2 separate regions of the Zea mays genome follow, and region 1 is linked to region 2. A link is a contact called in public Hi-C data. All regions are on one chromosome and are shown on one strand. The core of a region is the stretch at or near the end of the contact, and the rest is flanking DNA. Distances in the headings are between cores, read along the strand shown. Region 1 holds the start of LOC103647454. Region 2 holds the start of LOC103647451 (AT-rich interactive domain-containing protein 4).

Region 1 (7,381 bases), core at 4,408-6,907, 300 kb before region 2:
ATAGTGGGTCAGCTGGTTTGACAGGAAAACGGCCTCTTGGCCATGATTCTTGTAAATCAGAGAGAAAGAAAGTTACGTCATCATCGTCGACACAATACTTAAGCCGTCTCCAAGATTTAACTGAAAAACAAATTCAGCGCTGCATAGAAAAGGGTGAGAAGAAAGATAAGTTCAATGAACAAGAGAGGGAACTAGAGAATAAGAGGTTGGACTTGGAAGCAAAAAAATTAAGCATTCGTGAAAGGGAATTGAGATTAGAAGAACTCAGAACGGCCCAACAACAGCTACAGATGCTGGAGTGTACTCGTGAAGAAGGGGTGGATCCTGAAGTTTGGACTATGATGAAGGAGAACAAAAAACACTTGCAGCAGTTCATATTTAGTTTTCGCTAAATGTACTGTTGTTTGACATGCCATACTAGTGTTTTCGTATCCGGTTTGCGAACAATTATATAATTTCATTGTGTTATTTGTTTTGTCAAACATTATAAAGTTGTTGTATGCTTATGTCTTGCAAGACATGTGGGTACTATTAAAGGTTGTAATGTGAGTACTAAATAATATTTGAGTTGTATGTGTAAAGACCTATGATTATTATTTGTTGCATTCTTATGTTGTGGTTTGCTTGTAAAATTGGTTGTACATGTGTAATGTGATAGAATACATTTGCATCACTTAGTCCATGAACAAATGACATCGACTACTAACTTGTACACCTTACACTTATTGAATTGTAGAAGCATAACATGACATAACACGACTAAAACCAATAAGCCACTTCGGACATTTAACTTATTCAATTTAAGATGCAACTACGTAGTTATGTAAACATACGCTCACATGCTTCCACGCCGAGCCCACAAATGCTCCACAAGCTCATTTTGTAGTGTCGAAGACCTTTCTTGGCGACGGAGATCGAAATGATTGATCACCCATTCGGACCGTCCTTCTTGAATTAGTTGAGATGGTTCAATGCCTGAACTATTGTCTCCGAAATCTGTGTTTCCTGCAAACTCACCTTCGTCTTTGACAATCATGTTGTGCATGATGATGCATGCTGTTATTATCTCGGTTAAACGATTATGATCCCAACCATACGTAGGACCACGTAGCACTGCCCACCGTGCTTGAATAACTCCAAATGCGCGCTCAATATCCTTTCTGCAACTTTCCTGCATTTGTGTGAAATATACATTCTTTTCCTCATAAGGGTGTCTAATAGCTTTGACAAAAGTTGGCCAGTTGGGGTAAATGCCATCGGCTAGGTAATAACCGAAGTTGTAAGCATGATCGTTGATTGTGTAATTCACGGGTGGCATTCGACCGCTTGTCATGGGGTCAAATACTGGTGATCGGTGAAGCACGTTTACGTCATTATTTGTCCCAGACATGCCAAAAAATGCATGCCAAATCCATAGATCATACGTTGCTACCGCTTCGAGTATCATCGTAGGTCTTCCATTTCTGCCACAAAACTATCCACGCCACACGGTAGGACAGTTCCTCCACTCCCAATGCATGCAATCTATGGAACCCAACATTCCTGAAAAGCCCCTGGACTCGCTATTGTGCATGATGCGTGTAATGTCAGCTTTATTAGGAGTTCGTAGATACCACCCACTAAAATATACAATGATTGCGCGACAAAAATGATTAAGGCATTCCCTAGCGGTAGACTCCCCAATTTGAATGTACTCGTCTACGGCATCAGTAGTTAACCCATAAGCAAGTATCCGCATTGCCGCACATACTTTTTGAAGGGGCCGAGTCCTGGTAGGCCTGTTGCGTCGACCCGTTGCATAAAATAACTATCCTGATGTTGCACTCCTTCCATAATGCGGATGAACAACGGCCTACTCATGCGGAACCTATAAAATGTAATAGGTAAATTATGAAGACAATGGTAATGAGAGAACATATTCAGAAAAGTTTGAACTTCGTACCTTCTACGAAACACGTGGGGTGGATACACTGGGTTGGGGCCAAAGTGGTGATGGTGGATGAGGTTTTCTCCAGCAAAATGATCCCTGTGAATGATGCGGCGAGGTATACCGAAACGTCTTCGGAGAAGGCGTCTAGCCTCAATGTTGAGGGTAAGAAGAGTGACAAGCATAAGTGTGTTGTCGTCACTATCACTGGAATCGGAATCATCGTCCCTATGGAGATGAGACATACCGAACAATAGCTAACTAGCTGGAGTTCTGTGCGATGTGGCCACATTTGGGAAGACGAAGTATGCATATATATAGGTGAGATGAATGTGGCTTCTAGGGGAAGCTGGTGTCTTTCACTGCAAGCCAACCGTGGTTTCCTGCGTACGAATGTTCGGTGTCTGCTTGCGACGTAAGGTAGGTTCAATTTTGACATCGCAATGTTTCAGAATAATCTTGACGAAGCACAATTATGAAGTTTGTTATGGAATTCCTAATTAAAATTTAACTAAATTTTTGTTTGTATGTTCTGCATAATTTGTAAACCAAAAAAACATTTATTGAAAAAAATAATTTACAACATGGCAACATGTCAGACGTGTGAAAAGGAAAAAGAAAATAGAAAATGAAGTTGATTATGTTAGTTATGTGGAAATGTATATTTAATGTGTAGAGGGATATATAGGGGAATTTATAGGGGGAACGGTTGCGGGATGAGTGAATATAGGAGAGGGAATCTTGCTGACGTGGCTGCATAGTAACATTTAGGGGAGAAATTTAGAGGGCACCGCTGCGGACAGTCTTAACTTCCTCCCTCTAAAGTTTAGAGTATGCGACAGAGTAGGTGGCTATACGAATTTTTTATTCGACACATTACTCGATTAGGGCTTCCTTTACAGTATGTGGCTGTGCATAGCCTGAGGACTAGAGCTAGGCAAAAAACCCGTAACCCGAAATACCTGAACCCGAAATACCCGAAACCCGAATTTTGTTCGGGAATTTCGGGTAGCAACTTGCAAAACCCGAATTTATTTCGGGTAATTCGGATATCACAATCGGGTACCCGAAACCTGAATTACCCGAACTTTCATGTGTCATGTACTCATGTCATGTTTAATTATTAATTTGTACATCTATAATTTTATGTAAGTGTGCATAACTTGTGATTGTAGATTGCTTGTGTTTTATATGTCCATGTATATCATTATTCAAACTATATTTTTATACTAATTTAATAGGGTGTATGCGTTTTTATGAAGCCAACACAATAGTTCGGGTAGTTCGGGAATACCCGAACCCGAACCCGAATCCAAAATTCCGGGTACCCGAATTTTCGGGTATTATAAAACCCGTTGTAATTTCGGGTATCGAATCTCAAAACCCGAAATTTAAAATACCCGAATTATCCGACCCGAAATTTTCGGGTAACCCGAACGTCCACCCCTTGAAGACAGCGAAATCTCTAAAGCTAAGTCAGCACTTGCCTGGTCACCGGCGCCGTCGCGGCCTCCATCACGCATTATTGCTGGCATGGTGAGAGGCACTTTAACCTTTATTAGCTTCTACTACTCTTATAATATTTTATTTTTATAGGTTATAGCTGCTGCAGTCTGAACAATTCACGACAAGCTTTAGTTGTTGATTAGGGCCCACAAGACTGAATTGGATATTGTCATGCGCTGCAATGGCGCACGGAGAGTATATACAAGCTAGTTTAGAAAAAACAGAGAGCATTGATTAGTACTGACCATTGATTCCATGAAGAGGTACGATTAAGTGCTCATTCTATTTTAAATTATAAGTTGTTCTATTCTTTTCATATACATACACACACATACTATTCTGACCAATTAAAGGCGCATGTCACTGTTTCGTATATAATGGCTGATGTGACGAGGATGATTATTAGTCAGCTCAGATAAAGTAGATCCGTGCTGATCGCAGAGAGAGAGAGAGAGAGAGAGAGAGAGAGAGAGAGAGAGAGGTGTAAAAAATCAACGATGAAAAAAAGCTTGGAGAGTGAGTGCTAGCGGGCTCTTTGGATACAAGTGAGGTCACTGCTGTCCAAGCCATCAACATTGATATGGGCTAGTCATTCTTCAGAGAGGTTTCCTCTCTACCATCAGTAAGCCGTGTTCATCGTAGTCTGCGCAATTCCGGGCATGTTTATATTAGATATCAAAGGATTAGTTGTCAACCAGCTAAAATTAGCGCTAGCGTATCCAAACAGGAAGCTAACAGACTACAACCAAGCCTACAAGGCTAAAACTAACTATCACGTAAACGTATCCTGAGTCGTGTTCATCGTCAGAAAAATAGCTTCAGGCGCACCCTCACTTCTTTATACGTTTTGGCGCTGGCATGCGCTTTAATTAATTTTGCGCCCCTTCTTTAGTTCTTTCTTTTTATCCTGAAAGGGGATCATGCCGTGACTTGGTGTGTGCCACATCAGCGCCTACAGGTCGACAGAGACCTCCGCGTGGCCGCGTCTCCTGTGGACCTGGAGGGTCCATGGGCAAAGCTTCTTTTCGGCTCGGTCGAAGGCCCAAGTAATAAATATTCCGTAATGTATATACCTTAGCTTCTTTTCGCGGCATCTGGAGGTTACTCTTACAAATTTGTTAATCCAGTCTTTAAAGATACGCAATGTAATGTAACAACGTCTGGCTGGATCAGTCGCTGTATATGGATGGTGACTAGTTTAGCTTATCCCGCTAGCTCACGCCCGGGCATGCATGGCTGTAGCGCGCGGACCGTTGGCGTCGCTTCACGCAATGCATGTATAGAGTCGATCGGTGGTCACTTTTGGCAGACTCCATCCATGCAGATGCAGGTTCTTGAAAGAAGTAAATAATAAAGCTAAACAAATAATAGACAAAAGGAAGAAGGGGCCCGTACCAATCATCACCATCATCACATGTGGGTATGGCACGCCGCAGCGCAGGTTGATTGATCTTTCTCTCGTCTCGTCCGATCCGGCGTACGAGACATGCATGCCGATGAACGACGCGTCGATGCTGGGAAGTGTGTGTAGGGATATATATAGATAGAGATAGGGCCCGGGGCAACGAGTCGTCCGTCCGTCGACGATCATGTGCTGGCACGTTGCCGCGGCCAGCTTTCCAAGCGACACCGTCCGGATGCTTCTGGCCTTTTTATCTGGAAGAAGATGATCTAGCTAGCGCGCGCGATCGGCCAACACGTATGTAGTGTAGGTGCCTAGGTGGCCTCCGGAGTAATTTATCAAGCACAAAAGTGAGCTGTGCATTGCATCTATCCACAGTAACGCCGCCGATCCTACGTACTACCGTGTTCTCTAGCAATTGTTAAACCTGTGCCACCCAAGTCATTTGTTATTTTTTTTAATGATGGCATAAAAAATCGAGGTGGCTGGCAGCGCGCGTACAATATGTTTCCGGGATCCTTGTTCCAGCTGCCATGTCGTGCCGTGAGAATGAACATCGATTGTTTTGATTAAACATCCGTACAGCAAAATTCCCTGTAATATTATAAGCTAAGGTAGGTGCACACCGGCATGATACCATGCCCTAAATCACTGGCATCATCGATCCAAACACAAGTATGTAGCCACGTCCTTGTGCACTGCACAGGGTATGATATATGAACCGCGGAAAAGTTGGCTCGATCGGGGATATTATTATATTCCCAGCACACATCCAGCTTTTGATGCTCCCGTTCAGAACATTATTAAAATAAATACATATATATAAAGTTCATAAAATTAATAAACGCCTGAAGATTTTCAGAAGAAAAACTTCATCGTATATGTTTTATTTCATCGGTTCAGATAATCAGTACAGTGCTGTTTTTGTAACGTAGTGTGCTAATTAATTATTCCTTCTTAGTTTCGAAGGCACCACTAGTGTAGTGTAGCTGTGTAGGCCGGTTTGGCACCAAAGAAAAAAGTTTGATCAAGGTAGAGTAGCTTAGACGGATGGATCATCAGATAGATAAATAAGCTGTAGCATTCTTGAGCCACACGCCGGTGATTATTCAGCCATGTTAAAAATAACACGCGGCGAAGGAATCTTTTTGTTTGTTTGTTTGTTTGTTTATCCATGTTACCCCTGATCGATGTAGTACGAATAACGAGCATGGCGTGATTATATATAATCTTCCCACCTCCTGCATGCGAGACTCTCTCCACCCCTTTCCCTTAGTTTCGTCTCAAAATTCTCACCAAGCTCTTGAGAGATCCAAGAAGCCATCTCTACGAAGGTGTACGGTGGCTGTCGTCATGGGCGACGACGACGGCGCGAAGGCTGCGACGGGCGCCAAGCAGATGGTGCGGCTGCGAGAGCTGCTGCACAAGTGGCAGCACCTGATGGCGCTGGCGGATCAGAAGCAGCAGCGGGAGGAGGAGGAGGATGACCACGCCGCCGGCGGCGGCGTGCCGGAGGAGGCAGTGGCGCCGGCGATCCCGCCGCTCGTGGTGCGGCGTCTGCGGCGCACGGAGACGGCGGAGTCCGTGTCGGACGACGAGAGCTGCGGCCACAGCCCGGAGCCGCCGCCGCCGCCGCCGGACGTTCCCCGGGGCTACTGCCCCGTGTACGTGGGTGCCGAGCAGCGGCGGTTCGTGATCCCGACCGGCTACCTGGCGCACCCCGTGTTCCGGCTCCTGCTGGAGAAGGCCGAGGAGGAGTTCGGGTTCCAGCACCAAGGCGCGCTCGCCATCCCCTGCGAGACGGAGGCCTTCAAGTACATCCTCCAGTGCGTCCAGCGCCACGACAGGCGTGGCGACGACGGTACGTATATATACGTGCGCAACGCAAATGCTTGTTATTAGTTCTGGCGTGATCGGCGGATGAACACTGCAGGTTCTCATTCAGTTCAGGCGGTCGTTCTCGTTCCCGATAGAGACAGACAGAGCCATGCATGCATTTCTGACGCCTCTCCCTCCCCCCTTGAATTCTTGCAGAAGCGGCGAACCAAGAACCGGCAATGCATCGTGCTTAGACCCTAGACTAGACGGTACGTGTTGCGCTGTTGCAGTGTGATGTACAATGTTTGTATTTCTCTCTCTCTTTTTTCGTTTTCATATTACTCCCTCCGTTTCTTTTTATTTGTCGCTGGATAGTACAAAATTACACTATCCAGCGACAAATAAAAAGAAACGGAGGGAGTATTTCTGAAGAAAAGGGATTCCGTTGTATTGTATTGTATGATGGCTAGCAGTGTGTGTGCGTCCAAGACATTGTTGTAATAAGGCCAAGGATTCAGATTGTTCTGTCAGTGTGTAGGCAACTCACAAGTATTTGGACGTGAACTCAGTTATTATTATTACTCTACGATGGTAGATTATCTGTCGTTTTGTTATCCTCCAGCCTGACCAACTGGCAAAGGTTTCGTCGTGTCTAGCTTTTGTCACGCTGCGTCGGCTGTCCGCGGACCGTGTCGCACCGCCCGGCCCATGTTTCACTGCCCGACGCA
Region 2 (6,912 bases), core at 3,435-5,934:
ACCTTTTTGTGTGGGCATTTTGATCCATATTAATGTTGTAAAAAGCTCCCTTTGGCGATTCTTTTTTAACTGCAAAAGGTTTTGTCAATCAATTTGCATTCTATAGTACAACTATATGCCTATATTGTTATTATTACATAATATCCTATTTATTTGGACTGCTATGACCTTGAATGTCCTTTATGTTCACTCTTGACTGTTACAAGTGTCATCTACCAAAGACGCTAGTAGTGGTTGGTCAACGAGTAGTGGCACCAGCCAGCTAGGTAATGACAGTGTTCACCAACCATGGTTACTGTATGTCCCTATAGGTGAGGCCGGGTTTTTTGGGGGGGGGTTTGGACCGGTTTCACTGAGTGCAAACTGCAAAGCCATGGGGCAGTCCCCCCTCCCCCTCCCGCTTTTTTTTTTATGAAACTCATCTATTATCTTTGTGTTTATTTTGAGCAATTGTTATTTTCCGCAGATGTATTCAACGGTTTGCCGCGTTGCAACAGTGCTTCAAACCAGATATACAGCTCCAGGATTCTGGCATGTTGGTCTGAACCTCTTCGTTGGAATAGAGAAGCTGGTAAGTAATCCTGCTGAAAAGGAGCACCTGAAGACCTGCATTTCGAGGGCCCGTGAGCATCTTGATGAAAAGGAAAATGAGGATTCTGTGCCAAGCAACAGAGAAGCAGGTACATAACATATTTTTGTTATGCACTTAATGATGCAATATCTCTTAAAATTTGTTATTACCAATATCTATTTGTTAATAAGATGTTGCTTTTTCGCAGACACCAGATTTCTTTTTGAAGGGCACCTTACTGTGGGACAGGAACCTCCACCTCCAGCATGGCTTGTTGCCCAGAATTTAACGAGGGAATTGAGCATACTAACTGAATCCTCTGGTGATCAAGATGGGAGCAACAACAGAACAGTGCCTAGAGCCGAGGAGATTACACCTGCTATAATGAACCTCCTAGAAACCATATCAGGCGACAGGGATCTAGAAACTGCTTTGGAAGAATCACTGCAGGTGTGCATGAATACTTAATAATCATTTCATGAGAATCTACTTCTTTAGTACATTGCTAGGTCTTTTGTCAGGTCTTTTAACCAACTAAAGAAGGGCGCACAATTATATGCTTATGATCTTTAGTTTATCCAATCTCATGACAAACTAGCCTTGTAAACCTAATTTGCCTGCACTCAAGTGATAGTACTGATTTGCTCAAAGCAGAGGTAGTCTCATCATGTTTTTGATGGATGAGGAAATTATTCTCTTTAAGTTTATTATTATTATCTTAATTGGACCTTGCATGTAGTGGGAAAGGATCTAAGCTGTACAATTTGTAGTCAAGCAGCTTCTCTATGTGACAACTTTCTAACTCTGCCATGTATGTTTGCTTCACATAGCTGGAACTATAATAGGATGTGAAAATACTGATATCGAGTTTACATTTTAATGCCAGGGAATCATTGAGTATCCACAGAGGGCACCCCCGGCTTCAAAGGAAGTTGTCGCCAATCTTCCTGTCATTGCTGTTACCGAGGAAGTCATGTCTAGATTGGGTAGTGAGACGGAGTGTGCTGTCTGCCGCGAAAACTTGGTTGTGGATGACAAGATGCAGGAGCTTCCCTGCAAGCATCTCTTCCATCCTCTTTGTCTGAAGCCATGGCTGGTAAACTTCTTGTGAACCCTGCAGATAAATAGGCTTGAAGTAGAGGAGCAGCATTGTTGCAATCGGTATATCTAACCAATCGTGATTTTTTTTGTTTCATTTAGGACGAGAACAACTCCTGCCCTATCTGCCGGCATGAGCTGAGGACGGATGACCATGTGTATGAGAGCAGGAAGGAGCGTGAAAGGGAAGAGGAAGAAGATAGAAGGGGTGCGGCAAATGCTGTTAGGGGTGGAGAATTCATTTATATCTGAACTCAACAGTTCCAGAATGTAATCCCTTTGATGAACTTCGTGATTACCATGTTGACATATATATATACCTAGTTACTTATGCTTGAGTTAAATATCTTGCGATCTTATTACCTCTGATTTGTGCTATGCCCTATCTGTGTTCGTTTATCTTATCATCTAGTTTGTTTGTAGGCCTAGACGCATAGCAGGTCATCAATAAAAGTCGATAGGCAATCATAGTATGTTGACACACAGAGACGAAGCGGATAAGCTTGACGGTTTTTGGAATGAGAGTAGCAGATCTTGCATAGTGTCATAGTGTGGCACAACCGTTGTTCGAGGAGGATTATGACAGTGACTGGGGTGTGATGGGCGTTGGCTGATGCGTGTAATTTTCAACCCCTGTGACTAGTCCTCTTATATATATCTATCTTGTAAGTCCTATGAGAAGATAAATGATTTATTACATTTATTGTATTTTATACACTCTCCTCGTAAAATAGAGATTCTAGCTTGGCGTGTGTGACTTTTTCTCGTGAAGGTTTTTACGTAAAATTTTAAGCCTTGTGTTTGGTTTATATTTGCATTATAAACTAACAAGTGGTGTCAGAACCAAACATAAGATTAAAAATTCTATTGTTTCAATCTATCTGCAAGTTTCGTGGCGTTGTCATATATGTTTAAATCTACTGTTCAGCATCTTCGAGATGGAGTCAATTTTTATGCCATTGTTGATTGGTGGTATGCCGATTCATTTGCAAAAGTTACTACCGAGAGGTATAGTTGGTTTTAGTCACCGGTGTATGATCCATCTACAAATGGAGAAGGAAAATTTTCTATCGTCGTTGTCTCAAATCCATGCTACCATGTTTCCTGTCAATCACGTGAATCGAGAAAGTAATCAAGTTTCTCTTGTCTTGCTGCCGTTGATCGTTAGTGAAAACAAATCAACCTATTTGCTGCGCACACTTAAGGAAATTACCAAAATATTTCAAATTCATTGCTAAACATACACAAGCTGTATACCGGATTGTAGATATTTTTTTGCTAGGGTTACACCTCAATTTATGTAGTTGAGGGCTATTCTTATGCACGCTAAAGTCAATGGTGCTCTTGTTAAATTTAATAAAAATAATTTAAAATCTTGGACCAATGAGATGAGAAAAGATTGTAAAGCCTTGACTCAAATCCGACCTCGTCTTCCAAATAATATTTTTGCAAATTGTTTGCAAGATAAAATTGTAGTTGTCTTATGGCTCAAGTTGAAGTATATTTGTATGCCTAAGGATTTGACAAGCAAGATACATATGAAGCTAAAGTTATACATGCATAAGTTGTAAGAGGGTAGTTCTGTACTTGATCATCATTTGATCTTTAATAAGATTGTTTCAGAACTATAGGATATACGGGTACATTATAATCAGAAGCGGGCCCAGACATTTGAGATTGGGTATTCAAAAATTCAAAAGATTAAAGAATTTAGTGTTCTAACGCTATTTTATGTAATACATTATTGACAAATTAGTGTTCTAACACTATAGATCACAAAAACATGGGTATTCAATGAATACCCATGAAACACCCCTGGGGCCGCCCATGATTATAATGATAAGGATTTGTGTCTCTAAAACGGTTTTGGCTCCTTGCCACCTTGGGAGGAGCACTTTTTATCTAGTGCAGGGGCACCAAGATCACCGCCCATCAACTTTGCTGCATTGCTAACTTAAGGTCCCATTGTTAGAGCAACTCCAGTAGTTCTCTAATAGACTTCCTAACTCAACAATTTAAGTAGTTAACACAAAACTCATCTCCAACAGTTCTCTAAACGAACTTTCTAAATTTAACAACTTCTCATCTAACCTTATTTCCTCTCTACATTTGGCAACCATTTAGCAACTCCCTAAACAAAAATGTTTATTGCATTATGTAGATAATGAAGGTAATTGAGCAAATCCTTATATAACCATTTAGCAACTTCACTATCGGAGAACTCACATTTTTTTACTCCCAAAGTTATTTAGCAACTTCTTAAATCTATGATTTATAGAGCTAAAATTATATAACTATTGGAGTTGCTCTTAGCGCTCTTTCTGCTTCGCTCCTCGCAAGAATTAGCTCAAAGCGGTTAAACGGCTCAGCTCCGTGGTGCTTGGGAACCGCACCATAACTCCTCCAAGGGGTGAAAACGGACGGAGTAAAATCCCATTCTAACCCGTACTGTTTTCTATATTTGATCTGACTGTTTTCGTATTTACGGGAAAAACCGGAAACGATACAGAAACGAGAGAGGGTCTATCCTGCCCGTTTTTATTCGGGTTAAACTCGTATTTTGAGAATCCGAGACCATCCCAATATACATTAGTGCATTAGCTGAAGCCTCATATCCTTAGGTGACAAATTATAACATAAGTGGTCATTTTAGCCACCGGCTCTCTTTAACGACATGTGTCCTAAAAGCTCAAAAAACCGATTGTAGCTATACGTACACCACTAGCAAGCAAATATCAATGGAGTGTTGCCCCTCTATATCTATTTATTTTATATTGTTGCCATATCAGTCAGTTACCAGTTAGCTATCAAAATATCATATGTTTGTATTAGAATACAAGTTTTCACTTAAATTTCAGTTTCCATTTAACTCGTTTATCCCTCTTCCGTTTTTGTTCCTAACTAATTTGTACCCGGTAAATGATAAAATGCAGAAACGAAAACGAGGTATGGATTTTTTTCGTCCGTTTTCAACACTATCTCTACATTGACGCCTCTAATTATAATAGCAAAAAGATCGAGTGGCCGAAGCGGAAGTGGGTGATAGCGAGAAGGGAAGAAGCTCTACCGAAGGGCTCCTCATGCTGTGCGGTCGCTCCACCGTTGCTTGCTATTAGGAACACGCATAAACGGATCAAACGGGCCATTTGCTCCCACGATCCCACGAACACAGGCACCCCCACCCAAATGGCCAAAGCCGCCGCGATCGCGAGCTGCAATACACGCGCACACCCACCCTGCATGCTCGACCGCTCGAGCGGCGAGCGCCAAGCAGCCCAAGCTGGATCACAACCCTACGCGGCCACGCCACACCACAGGCCACACCGTATCGATCTGCACAGCAAAAGCAGTAGCAGCATGCCAGCATCCGATATTCCGATCCCAGCAAAAACAATTCTCACAGAAAGAGATTATTTTGCCCCCTCACCAATCCTGCTCCCAAAACTCCTAATCTTTTAATCCGCGTTTGTTTTCCTCCGGCCGTCCCTGGCTTGCAGCAGTAATGAAGCGGAGGAGGAAAAAGGAGAAAACGAAAAGGCGCAGGGAAAACAACGCACCAGCAACAGCAGAGAGCAGGCGCACATCAACTCATCTAATCTCCTCATCAAGCTGGGCGATGCGTGTGAGCAGGCAGGCGGTTAGGGCGAAAATCTGAGAAGTCCGGGAGAATCTCCGGACTGACCTCCCCGTACCCGTCAAAAATCCAATCTTGACGCCTCCCTGGTCGAGCCGAGACTGTTCCAAAGTTTCTGTCTCTGTGATGCGTGATTGTTTGCCGCTGCTAATGAGGCCCGCTCGCCTGATCCCCGTGGTCGTCGTCGCCCGTTAATCCGCTTCAGCTCTGGTTCCGGTTCTTGGACAGATTTTTTCGCCCCTCTTGGTTGTGGATTGCGCTGTTTTTGTTTGTCTGGATCTGCATAAGGGCGTGGGCCGATTCGCCACCACCACAAGCAGAGACGGCTCCTCTTTTTTATTGCCTCCACAGTGGGATTTGCTTTCGCGTTGTTGCAGTATCTATCTATTTCTGCGAATCATCTTCTAGGGCTCCGTTTGTTCTCGCGCACTTTACCCTTCGCTGCCCCCATCTCCCAGCACCGAATCCGCCCCCTTCCCGGCCGTCGATTGAGGGCGTGCCGCTGCCGATTGCGCCGCAAAATCGCGTCTTGGTAAGGCCGCACGCTCAGATTCGTGAGTTTCGCTGCGGATTTGGTTGGGATTTGGGGGATTCCTGATGCGTTTTCTGTGTCCCAGGGTTTGGTCCATGAAGAAGTGGGGTTGATTTCTGATTTCAAGGGGAGGTTTTTCTCCTGCGCGGCCGCCGCCAGGGAGGCTCCGGCCTGCCAGCCATGTCTCAAATCCAAAGCTTCTCGCGGAACAACTGTGTGCTCCTTGTGGTGCTGTGTGGGAAGTATGCTGAGAAGCGAGCACCAGCAGCGAAGTCTGGGCTGGAGGCGAAGCGGCCACGGCCGTCTTACCCATTCCCGGAGCTCAGCTCAGCTGGGCGATTGGAGGTCAACTGTTTGCTCCTTGCTTGAGTGCGCACGCTCGTTGCAGTTTGCCTCCTTTGTTTATCAGCTGAATGAAGGGGCTTCTGAATGCAGGTCCACACACTGTTTAATCCTACACCAGAGCAGTTCCTCGAGGCGCAGCGGGTGGTGCAGCCCAACTTCTTGTACATCCAGGGTCAGCAGCTTGAGGATGAGAAGGAGATTGGCTCACTTGTGTGGGGGGACGCCGATGTCTCTGATCCGCAGGCGTTTAGCACTCTTATCAGCCCACCATTCCCAACGATAGTAAGCTCTACTCTAGTGTGTGTAAATGTTATTACTTGTTAGGCAATATGCTAGCTTGCCAGTGCATTTTAGCTGCCAATTAAACTGCAAATACCAGGATGTGATATCAACAACCTATGAAGTTTTGGTAAATTCTGTTGTATGAACTTGAAGTCACTATGCCATGTGTTTGTTCCATCGTTGCATCATACAACAAAGGATTGTCTCGTCTTATGCTACACATGTTGCAACTACTTGAATAGGTTAAGTACTAGAGCTGAATCCAATACAAAAAGGTAGGTACTCGACTGTCTCGTGTATCATATCCTACACATAAAAAGTTCCGTTTAGATGATGTAAATATATACGGAAAGCAATGTTCCTAAAAAAGGGTTTGTTTCATTTACTTCACAGGAACACATATGGAACATTTATTTTGTGTAACTTCTGTGATATTCCAACATCTTGGTT

The links. A called contact is a pair of places that touch in the nucleus more often than the background predicts.
Region 1: a Hi-C map of leaf shows a contact between it and region 2, with 5 times the contacts expected there. The contact joins the promoter of LOC103647454 here to the promoter of LOC103647451 in region 2. A contact is called at or near these places in 2 of 25 Hi-C or Micro-C datasets (ear and leaf).

The regions. Positions count from the first base shown.
Region 1 is chr2:188,743,985-188,751,365 of Zm-B73-REFERENCE-NAM-5.0, reverse strand. It overlaps LOC103647454, which reads left to right and starts at 5,657. Exons shown (of 2, transcript XM_008671992.3): 1 at 5,657-6,696; 2 at 6,769-7,254. The coding sequence starts at 6,081. The coding sequence ends at 6,914.
Region 2 is chr2:188,438,920-188,445,831 of Zm-B73-REFERENCE-NAM-5.0, reverse strand. It overlaps LOC103647451 (AT-rich interactive domain-containing protein 4), which reads left to right and starts at 4,684. Exons shown (of 16, transcript XM_008671989.2): 1 at 4,684-5,835; 2 at 5,921-6,180; 3 at 6,271-6,462. The coding sequence starts at 6,016. It overlaps LOC100280915 (E3 ubiquitin-protein ligase AIP2), which reads left to right. Exons shown (of 6, transcript XM_020547696.3): 2 at 467-680; 3 at 780-1,021; 4 at 1,458-1,667; 5 at 1,772-1,939; 6 at 2,093-2,547. The coding sequence starts at 467. The coding sequence ends at 1,921.